2 separate regions of the Capra hircus genome follow, and region 2 is linked to region 1. The links are chromatin contacts, called in public Hi-C maps. All regions are on one chromosome and are shown on one strand. Each heading gives the region's core, a stretch centred on a gene start, on an enhancer-like site or on the middle of the called end of the contact. The rest is flanking DNA. Distances are from core to core; before and after follow the strand shown.

Region 1 (5,653 bases), core at 1,152-3,651:
TGGGCGGCTCCGCCATCTCTTTCAACAGCACCTCCCAGTCCCTTCCACCGCCTCCCTCTCTGTCTCTCATCTGCCTCCCTCCACCAGGTGGACCAATCCCAAAGCTACAAGTGCCAGCCCTGCCTGCCGCCTCTTCTCCAGGCGCCTCTGGCCCCCCATCTACCTTGGCACCCGGGGAAAGAGGCCGGGCCTCGGCCGAGGGATGGGGAGAAAGCTGGGGGGGATCTGGGTGCGGTGGGACAAAACCCCACACCCTTCCCTTCTCTGACCAGCCGCACCAGCCAAGGTCCCTGCTTGCAGACCCCAGCCCCTCCCTGCCTTGTTCCTCGGCACCCTGAGGGGGAGACTTACATAGAGGATAAAGAGGCTGTTGGCACTGCTGTTGAGTTGTCCCAGCTGGTTTCTGATCTGGTTCATGAGGTTGCTGGGACAGGGATGGCGGGTGGCGCAGGTGGCATTGACCGGGGTGATGGGAAGGGGGCTCCCAGCCCCGTGTTTCCAGTGCAGAACCAGCAGCAGGGGCACGACTCCTGCGGACAAGAGGTGGAGAGCCATGAGCAGGGAGCGGGGGGGTGGCGGGCAGCGGTGGGCAAGCCAGCTTGGGGGAGAGGCTGCAACTCTGGTCCTGCGGAGATCTTCCCCTCTCAGGCTCCAGCTCTCTCTTCTCCAGACCTGGTGGTTTCTGATTTTGGTGATGTCCCTGCATTTACCTCCCCAGATTGCTAAATCTCCCCATTTATCGCTCCCTGCTGTCTCCTGAGGGGACAGGACATGCACTGTCCCTATCAGCTGGGAACCGGGTTCAGAGTGATACCAACCATCCAGGCCTCCGCCAGGAGGGGACAACACCCCAGGTCTCAAGGAAAAGATCAGTCCTTATCTCCCCAGGAAGGTCCAGACTCCTGTGTTACTCCATGCTCTTGTCTCCCAGTGCGGGCTCCCACCAAGCCCACAGGGAGCGGGAGTTTCTGCTGACCCTCATCTCCCAAACTTGTCTCGGTGATGTGGGCTCACTGGGCCCTTTCCCCCCCCTCCCCATCCTGTCACCTTTCCCCGACTTCTCTGTGGTCCTCCTCCAGATACGGCCAGTCTCCTATCTGGGACCCTGGACTCCACCCCAGGGCTGCAACTCTGCCCCCTCCTCCAGCGCCAGGGCATCCTTCAGAGCCTCCCTTCCTGGCTGCCCGCTGCTCCTGGCCTCCGCGCTCCACCCCCCGCCCCCACCCCCACACTCTTGTTCACTGGTCCCCGTCCCAGGTTGCGCGTTAGGACAAGGAGAATCCTGGGCTTCCACAGACGCCCCCAGAGCCTTCGAGAGGGAGAGGGAATGGAGCAACCAGGAAAGAAAAAGAAGGGAAAAGGGCGCAGGCAGCCAGGTGGGCGGGGGAGGGAGGGGAGTGAAAGGTGAGAGGGAGAGGGGAGAGCTGTCCAGGAGTGTCCAGGAGCGCCCCTCCCCGCCAAGGAGGGCAGGGGGCCCCTGCTTGCCACCCACCCCCCTCTGTGTTCCTGATGATCCTGCGGCAAGGGCTGGGGTCGGGGGACCTGTGAGAGCTGGAGAAGCCAGGAGACTGGAGGAAGGGGAGGCGCTCTGGAGCCCGTTCCTCGGCTGGGACAGTGCAGCCTCGACTTCACTTCTGGGTCCCCTGTGCCTCCTAGCATCTCCAGGCAGGGCTCAGGCCCCAGGATGGCTGGCAGGGGGGCGAGGGTGCCCCACACCCCGGCCTCACCTAGCGCAGACCACAGCTTTCCGGGCTCTAGCAGATGGAGGCGGCACCTGCTCCCGTGCCGGGCCGGAGTTTGCGAGCTGCTCGGGCGGCCGGCGCCCCTCCCAGGGAGCAGCCGGGGACGCGGTTGGAAAAGAAAGCGGAAAGAAAGAAAAAGAAAGAAAAGAGGGAGGGTGAATCCCGAAGAAAGCTGAGCGGGAAGAGCAGCGGCGGGGAGGAAGAGGAGGAAGGCAGCGGCGCCCCCTGCCTGGCCCGCCAACCTGCGGGGCCCCGGGCGGGCTGGGCGCGCGGTGCGGGGACCATGTGCCCGCGCTCGCCCCCGGCGGCCGCCGCTACTCGGCGCCTCCGGCGGCCCCGGGCTCCCGGCTGCGCGGGCGCCCCAAGTGTCCGTGTGTCTGCGGCTGGTGGGTGTCCCGTTCGCGTTCGCCAGGGGCCCCAAGTTTGCCGCGGCGCCCGCGGCCGGGGCTCCCGGCGGAAGCCAGCCCGGGGCGGGGGGCGGGTGGATTTACCTGCCGCCAAGACCTTCATTATGGGCTGCACTCCAGAGGGCCTTGAAGGAGACCTTAGATGCCGGCAGTTTTCAGAGGTTCATGCTCAAATGGGGAATTTGCCTGATTTATATACTGGAGCCTGTGTTGTAAGACAGAGAGAGAAACAGCTATATTTAGCAGGGATCCCCGGTCCAGGAAGTTGTTTGAGGTGCATCATAGGAAATTATGAATGGAAGAAAGTGAGAGTGAAGGGGGGGGCAGTGAGGGGGGAGGGTGGGGAGAGCAGACTTTTTCCCTCTTCTAAGAATTTGATTGATAAAATTATAATGAACTCTTCAACAAAACACCCTGCGGTTTTCCTGAGCGGCTTGCCCTGGGACTTGTTTGAAGATGGGGAGGGGAGGGAGGGTCCCCGAGTCATCAGGGTCCCCCCTCCCCCGGGGAAGTGGGCGCCCCAGACAACCCTGACTCACCTGGGTTTGGGGAGGTGGCTTGAAACTAGGCAAGGAGATGGGAGCTGACACCTGCAGCCCCCTGGTCAAGGGGTTTGGAGGGGGGCAGTGGGGAGGAGGCAGGCTGGGGCTTGGCTGAGAAGGAGGTTCCAGGAAGAGGGGCTGGGGCCCTGGCGTGGACTTTAGACGGCAATAAAGCGAAACTGAACGTGGGCCCTGGAAGCCTCCGCGGGGATGGCCTCCTCCATCCTGCCCGCTGCCACCGGGCAAAGCGGGGCTCCCAAGGGGACAGGTTGCCCAGGGTCCCACACAGTCAGGCCTCCTGAGCGCCATCAGCAAGCAGGCGCTGCTGACCACCGGTGGGGCCCAGGAGGGGCTGGCAAGATGAAAGCTGAGGGGCTACTGTGACTGCCTTCTCTGGGGAGACCCTGGGGAGGAGCTTCAGGGAAAGTGTGGTGTGTCTGGCGTTTGCCTAACCTCTCGGCTCCCTTCCGGGGAGGGTGGTCCTGTATTTCCATATTGAAAGGACATTTGAGGCAGAGACTTAGCCAACTGAACCCGGGCTTGCTCCTCGGGATGCAGAGAGATGGTAGGGGAGAACAGAAGCAGCTTGGAGGGCCCTTGGGGCCAGAGCAGGGTGATGGCCCCCTAAAGGCGCTTCCGGAGCCTCTTAGGCAGAGTCACAGATTCTTGTGTCTTTGGTGGCTGGTAGGTTCGGAAATGAATGAGGGGCAGGAAGGAATGGTGAGGACTAGGGAGAATGAGCATGGCAACCCCTCCCCATTAAAAAGCATTCAAAGCAGAAAAAACAGAGGTCAGGGAGTGCCAGCCAGGCACACATCTGGGGCCACACTGTCCCAAAAATTGCCAGGGGCGCCCCCATCCCAGGAGATTCTCCTGCCCCTGGGATCCACCACAGCCCTCCCACCTGACCCTGAGCAGCGAGCGTGGCGGGAGGGTTGGTTCTCCAAGGCCGGGGAGCCCTGCAGCCTTTCCTTGGCTCCCAGTTCCCTCAACCAACCCCCCCAACCCCCAGCCCGGTGCCCCCAGCTCCCGCCTCTTGCCACATCCCGGACCTGCCCAGCCACGCGTTCCTTCCTCCCGCTTCGTGCCAGGACGAGCCCTCCTGCGGCTGCCATGCCCCCTCCCCCCACACACGCCCTGCCCTCTCCAGACTGCTTCCTCCCGCTCCCTCTCCCAGCAGGGCCTGGACGTGGGGCTGATAAAACTGCCCGTCCCAGCGGGCACTTCCCAGCAGGGGGAGGAGGCCGGCAGGGCCCACACTGGCCTTCCTTCCCCTCCCTGTCCGCTCTGCACCTTGTGTCTCCCCTGGGGGCCGCAGGAGGCCCCGCCTGGCACTTAACCCCACTCCGACACCTGCTTTGGGGTGCGTGTACACCCCAGGACATCCCAGGTCACCTCCCTCTCATCACCGCCCCACCCCGAGTCTCTCCTGCACAGGGGCCTAACCACTCAGGATCACATGCACCACCCCCATCTCCCAGACCCCTGTCGTCTGACTCTGCCTGACTCTTTGGATGGGGACCCCCAAATGCATTTGAGGCCCCCATCTCTGGATCTTCTAGTTCCCCAAGTCTCTCACTAGGTGCCCTGAGTCTCCTTCCTGCCCCACTGCCTTCTGGGCCCTGTCCCTCCAACCTCCTTCCCAGTGGACTCTGGCTACCCAGACCTCCCCCTCTCAGCCCTCTAAAACACCCCCCACCGAACGCCATGTCATCTCAGCCCCACCCTACAGGAAACAGGAAGTGGGGCCGAGTCTGCAAGACACTTCACCACCACCCCCACGCCCTGACGGGCCCCCTCCCCCTGCCTCAGTTTCCCCTGTCACGGTACCTGACTTGGTCCGTGCTCCCCAAGTGTTCCGGGCCCCTCGGCACCCCAGGCCCAGCCTCCCTCTCCCGTCCATGTCCGGCCACCACCTGCGCCGGGCCTCTCGGGACGAAGGCCGAGCAGGGTCTCGGAGCCGCCTGCAACGTGGCCGCGGTCCCCGGGAATCGGCAGCCCAGGCCGCGCTCCAGGCGGCTTGGTCTCCTGGAGTTTGTTTTCTTCCCTCCCTCTCTGCGCTGCTGTGTGTGTGTCTCCCCCCCACCCCAGCTCCCTCACGGAAGGCAGCCTCCCTTCTTGGCCGCCTGCTCCCAGGGTCGTGACCCCAGGCCCCACCCTGGAGTGGCAGCCCCAGCCCGGCCCCTTCCAGCTGTGACTTCATCCCCAGCCTGTCCTGCTCCTGCACCACTGGGCCTGCTGGGGATCTGACCGGCCTTGGGTGAGGGGGACACTCGAGCCCACACGGCTGGGGCTGGGGGATGCTCCTCTGGGCGGCCGCGCCATCCACCTGCTCATCTCCTTTCTCCGGGAACCAAGTCCAGGGCTGGCCTGGGGCCTCCCAGGGCCCCTCGGAGCAGTTTCTCTCCCACTCGCTTTAGCCACCAGCCCCTTCCTTTTCTGTTGATTCTCACTCACCAGCCACAAGCCTTAGAATGTCAGATGTCTTATTTTTCCGACAGGGAAACTGAGGCTCAGAGAGGTGAAGGCACTCGCCCGGAGCTGCACAGAGAACCGGGCCTGGGCCCCCAGCCTCTGGCCCGAAAGAGGGCCGCATGGATGTTGGCAGCCCCTCACACTGAGAGGGGAGTGAGGACTGGTGGGCTGCACTTGGGCCGCTTCTTCCAGGAAGCCTCCCCTGGCCTCTCATAGCCCAGACTGGCTGAATCTGCCTCATCCTGCCCGTTCTCCTTTCAAATGGGAACAAGACTCATTCCTCGCTGTTTGAGTGCGTGGATAGGATCTGATCCACCATTTGGACTCCTGAAGGCACCTGGCTCGGGGTTACATCAGAGTAGATGCTAAGTATTTTTTAAAAGCATTTTAGTTTCCAAAAGCTATCTGTGCCAAGTCTCTTGTGCCGAAAAGACGTGAAGTCTGTGGGTTGGCAGCGTGGACTTCAGCCTCAGTCACACTCGGGTTA
Region 2 (5,653 bases), core at 1,087-3,586, 64 kb before region 1:
TGGGTGGCTTTGGCACCAACGATGCAAACTCAGCGAGTCGGAGCGCACCTGAAAAATGTTTCTCAAATGTTGCTTTGTATGGGTAAAACTTGTGGGTTTATATAGTTCAGAACACGGACTATTTATCGATGTTAGGAAGCATCCCAACTGATCACATGCCTGCTTTCGAACCCACTAGTTTCCTATGAACCATTGGACTTCCCAGACCGCACTAGTTGCCTTGTATACGTTATGAAGATGTTTCAGTGAATTCGCTGCAATGAAAGTAAAGCTCTGAAGCTTGTAACAGAACTCTGGTTGACTCGAGGAAAGAAGAAAAAGAGAACAAAGCTATCAAACCATCAGGCCAACTTGTACACCCATCTTCTCTCCTTCCCAGTGTAACCTGACTTGATAGAAGTGGGGATAATTTCATTTGAATGGAAAGCATACCCAAGCAGCATTTTTAGAAAAGCTAGATTTTTTCTTACAGCTACACTGAAACAGATTCACCTCCCAGATAAAGAAGTCGGTTTTTGTGCTTTGGGTTTTTATGCTGCTATTTCCTTACCTTTAGAGCAGACCTTTCAAACTTTTGTATATCTAAGCAAACCAGTTACTTGATGAGCAGCTCTACTTATTTTCTCAGTTTTACTGTTCCATATAGCCAATGTCTTGGTTTAAGCCAAAGGGAATTTGTGGCTTCTGAGATCAGAAATTCAACTATTTTCTAAAATGCAAAACTGGTGATGAAATTAGGTGTTTGTAGAACCAATCGTTGGTTCTCAATGGTACTTAGCTGCTTTACTGATACTTCCATTATTTTGTAGTAAAAGCATGTCAACAATAATAACCTGTACCTATAACAAAGGAAAAGAATAATGTTGGAACTTCTACTAGATATTCTGACAAGTCTTGCTTAAAAATATGTATCTTATTCCATTTTCCTCCAAAGAAAGAACAGAGAACATGGAAAAACCTTTCCTCCCATCTAGTGGCTGGAAAATATAAAAATGTCCTCCATGCCGGTCTTGGAATTCCAGGCATTAGGGATTGTCTGACATCGAGTTGTTCGCTCGGTTAAGCAAAAATAAATTCTAAAATCTTTACCAAAGCTGAGCCCAATGGAGAAATATATATCCATGATGAGTCACTAACCGAATTCTCTTTCGTCAGTAATGTAATTCTCATCAAGCAGAAAGAAGGTCATGGTCCCACCTTGTTAATATGAACCTATAGTTTAAAAAAGGTAAGACTGCATGATTCTGCTCACTGAAAAGGTGCCTTGAATTATATTTGCCTCTAAAGCTATCAGTGCCCTAGATCTCTCCTGACCCTTAATGGCTCCTTGTTAGCCCCACCTCTTGACAGCTCTTTTTCTCAAGAACTGGATGTGCTGAATTCACTAAAGAGAGCCAAGAAACTGTCCCCGAACCTGGCTGCCTCCAGGGGCCTCAGCTCCTGAAAGCTGGAATGCCAGGCTCAGCTCCTGGCAGCAGGGCCCCCGAGCAGGGCTCGCCCAGCCCGCAGGAAGGCAGGTTTGGATCCGTTATGCCGCTCAGGGGATTAACGCTTGGTCTGTGTTGTGTGCCTTGAGCAGATATCAGAGTCTCTGCTGAACTGTGCCTCTCTCTGGTGATTCTCACAGATGCAAAAGATGAATTTCGTGTGCAGTCAGCAAAGTTCTGAGAGATCCGGAAAGAAGAGGAAGGTCAGCGAACCAGTGAAAGTCTTCATCCCTGACAGAAAGTGAAACTTGGCTGCCTTTGCTACTTTTATTCTAAAATAAGTTCATTTTGCAACAAGTGTGCGTGAAGTGTTTTAGTAGGAAAGTAAGTTTCTATCACCAAAACCCTTTACTAAATGTGTTGCTCAACTTTCTGTGTTAATTCACTAAGTGCTGAATGACCGGGTAGGACACGGGTTCACTTGGCCACAAAGAAACGAGGTCACCAGGACTGCTTGGGGCCAGCAGTACTTTGAGGCGGAGTTAGAGATGAGACACCCTTTATGGCTGGAAAAGAACCACAGCGGCCCTTTGGGAGAGAAACAAGCTGTCCTTCTCAAAGGAAAGAGGGTTTTCTTTGCATAATTCAACTCCCCAGGTACTCAGACAGCCACAAAAGGTTTTAACTTGTTGTAACCTGTGTGCTGGAATCCCTCTGCAGTTCATCAGAATTCCCACGGAATCGCATAGCGAGTGTGAGGCGGTGCTGATCCAGGTGTGATTTCTGGGGTAACTTCAGTCACGAGGTTCATCAGCCAAGTGCTGGACCGAAGTGTAGTCTCCCTGTAGAGTTCCCCAAAGCCGGCCCTGTGCCCTCTTCTGCTGGCCAGCCCGAGACGGGAACGGGCTGCAGTACAGGAACCTGGGCCCCTCCCGAGAGCCCCTGTGACACACTCCCCCCACCCCAAACTTCAGCGCATCAGTCTGTAACCTGCAGATGATGCCCCCAGTCCTCCCGTCATTCTGGAAGAATTCTAATAGACTGAATGATCAGCAGCAGATGAATAATAAATGTCAGTGTTATTTGAATTATTTATATACCATGAAATTTAATAACAATTTAAATGGATAGGACCAACAAGTTAAATGTTGTAAATGTGTGTGCTTTCCAGTTAAATAAAATCAAAACACAAGGTATTTTTTGGCTCATCTAGTTTTCTTCATTCAGATCAGTGTAGTAAGGATATCAGGGCCTGGAGTGCTTGTTAAAATGCAGACTACTAGGCCTGCCTCATTTCTATTCATCAGAACCCCTGGGGACCCCTCTGGAGAGCTCCCTGGGTTCTAATGCACATGAAAGACTCAGAACCCAGGACAGACCTCTGATCCGGGCTGAGAGGAGACTCTCAGGGGCCAGACGTGCACTCAAGCCAGCGGCAGCCTGTGGTGGTCACACTCCCCTTTGGGAGGCTCTCCAGCTTCCGATTGCCCACAGGCAGCCCCCCAACTGGGGTCCTGAGTTGGGTTGTGGCCCCGAGGCCTGCCAGGGAGGAGCGAGTTCCCTTCCCCCAGCATGTGGACTGTCCTCCCATGAGCTCACCCTGCCACTAAGAGGAGGAGGAGGGGGAAGGTACGGGCTTATTATATCCTTGATGGAGCTGGAGCCTGAGTCACCATAACTTCTCTTAAGAGAATCCTATGAAGAGATTAGCTGTCTAGTAGAGGGATTAGGTTCGTTCTGTGTCTCCAGAGTGCAGAGCGTAGACCAGACTGGCAAAGGCTATAGGAGGCCACTTGCGCTCAGTGCCAGGAGGAGCGGAACGCCACAGGCTGGCAAAATCTGATGGGGCAGACCCTGTGAGGCTGCGAGCCTGCCCCGGAGCCTCAGGTGTCTGAACACCAAGCAGCTTCGTCAATACCCCAGGAGGCTCTGACTCTCAGAGCAGACGAGTTACAGGCAGCAATTAGTCAATCTGGATTTCAGAGAGAACCCTTTTGTTCAAAAGAGGAATTTAGCTCTCAATCTATAATTTTCATAAACCTAGCCTAAGGTGGGGGATCCTTTAAGTCAAAGTCTAGAGCCTGAATCTGTCTGGAGAGTCTCTCAGTGCTTTTCTTGTCTCTATTAACACCCCTCTCCTCCTGCAGTGGATGCCAACAGGCGGGATGTGTGTGTCTGATGGAAACAGGGAGAGAGACAGAGAGAGAGAGAGAGAAAGTGTGTGTCTCAGCAGCAGAGAGGTGCTGGAACTGTGCCCCGGCTGGGCACATCCAGGAGACATGTTGTCAAGAGGATCTGAGAACCATGAAAACATGAACTCGCTGATTTGACATAGCAGAGCTCAGATGTTCAGCCAGCTATCAAGATGGGAGGGTGTTCAATTCTATTTACTGGATAATTTATTGGGATGGGGAGAGGAAAAAAACTTAAAAAAAAAAACAACCCTTTTTGTAGCTTATTCATTTCTGCCCTTAATAATAACGGAATGAACAACCACAAGTTCATCATGAAGCTAGAAGTTCGGTGAAAAGAAGGACAACTCAGACCCCAGCTGGGGGCCTAAACCGAAGCGCTCTAGCCAGTCCCTCACCCCAACAGCGCTGGCGCTTGCGAAGATCTGCCGCAGGCCGCCTGGAAACTGGGATGTCGTTAAACTGAAATGTATGCAGGGGAAATTTGACTTGGGCTGCTGCGGTTTTTCTGTCTTGACAGAAAATTGGTCTAGCTGGGAAGAGGGTTGGTGTGGCTCACGACTGCCACCAGCCTTTGAAGCCAGGCACCAAAACCGCACCTTCATTTCCCTTCTCAAAGGTCCCTCTGGTGTCAGGGTGCTTTCATGCTCCCGCTCACCTCTACCAGGAAGAGCCTGGAAAGATTCACCGGCGTCGAAGTGACATTCACACACGTTCAAAGACGCGTATGTTTTGTTCTTTTTATTTTTAATGGGAGGATAATTGCTTCACAGCGCCGTGTCGGTTTCTGCCGTACCTCACTGTGAATCAGCCACAGGTATACGTATGTTCCCGCCCTCGTGAACCTCCCTCCCACCCCATCCCAGCCCTCTAGCTTGCCACAGGGCACCAGGTTGAGCTCCCTCTGCTAAACAGCAACTGCCCACTAGCTAGCTATTTTCCACGTGGTAACGTATATATTTCAATGCTACTCTCTCAGTTCATCCTACCTTCTTCCGTCCCTACTGTGTCCGTAAGTCTGTTCTCTATGTCTGAATCTCTACTCCTGCCCTGCAGACAGGTTTATCAGTACCATTTTTCTAGATTCCACATGTATGTGTTAATAAATAATATACAAATTTTTTAAAAAATAACACTATTAGAGCCAGTTCTCAGGCTGTCTTAACATTGTCAGTTCACGGTTTCAAACCGAGTAGTACTGGATCTTTAGAGATTCCCAGGAAGTTTCCGGATTTATAGTAAAAATAATTGGTGATAATAAATCTCAGTGGTGATGATCCTCAGTGAGAAGGAAGACCCAGATGATAAAATGAGACCCGCACTGTACTCGCAAGAATCAAAGCAACGAGCAGCCCTCCCATGGCGTGAGTCCGAGATTCTGTACAAACGAGGAGATGCCTCTGTTTGTTCCAAATGTATCCCCTTCAGAAATTATTAGTGCATATGTATTTTTTAAAGGTAATATTTTCAATGTGGTTGTGTGTTTGTGTAATGAGGCCCTGGCTGAGACTTGCTATGTAGTTAGCAGTTTCCGTTAGGATGAGGGCCTTAATTAGTGGGCTCTTTGGTTAGGCAATGGTAAAGCCAAAATCCTACCCAGAAATGGAAAGACCTGAGGTGCTAATCGACTCACATCACTTCCCCTGGGTGACTACATCTCTACAAACAGGGAGTGTCAAAGTCGTTGAGACTGACTCTTGGAGGTGGCGGACTCACGGTTACCAGCAGCCTACTGTAGGGGAGGCAGAGGGTCTACTGACCCCTACAACCCAGCCGGAAGCTGGACGTGAGATCTGCTCAATAGGACCCCCTTGGGGACAAGTCTCCCTAAACACTTTCATCCTGTCCTAAGTGTGCCCCGAGGCTCAGCTGTAGAAGGTTTCCCCGAGACAGGAGTGGCGAGGCAGCGGATTCAGAGAGCTGGGAACGCCCGAGCAGGCTGGTGGGGCATGCGCCGTTCCTCAGGGACTCAGGCACTTGGGGACAGAAAGCTGGTGTAAGAGTGGGGCTCCTCACTGGGGATTGTAGGACTCC

Evidence for each region. A called contact is a pair of places that touch in the nucleus more often than the background predicts.
Region 2: a Hi-C map of blood shows a contact between it and region 1, with 2.1 times the contacts expected there. The contact joins the enhancer-like site here to the promoter of LIF in region 1. A contact is called at or near these places in 3 of 5 Hi-C or Micro-C datasets (all in blood).

Annotation. Positions count from the first base shown.
Region 1 is chr17:1,996,383-2,002,035 of ARS1.2, reverse strand. LIF (leukemia inhibitory factor) reads right to left here and starts at 2,401. Exons shown (of 3, transcript XM_005691625.3): 1 at 2,234-2,401; 2 at 352-530. The coding sequence starts at 2,252.
Region 2 is chr17:2,059,979-2,065,631 of ARS1.2, reverse strand. HORMAD2 (HORMA domain-containing protein 2) reads left to right here. Exons shown (of 11, transcript XM_005691624.2): 11 at 1,628-1,856. The coding sequence ends at 1,732. Among named protein-coding and RNA genes, the nearest start is that of TRNAG-CCC, 18 kb to the right of the region's middle. Within about 2 kb of position 2,336, at least 2 of the 5 cell types and tissues checked have an H3K27ac peak or open chromatin away from gene starts, as enhancers often do.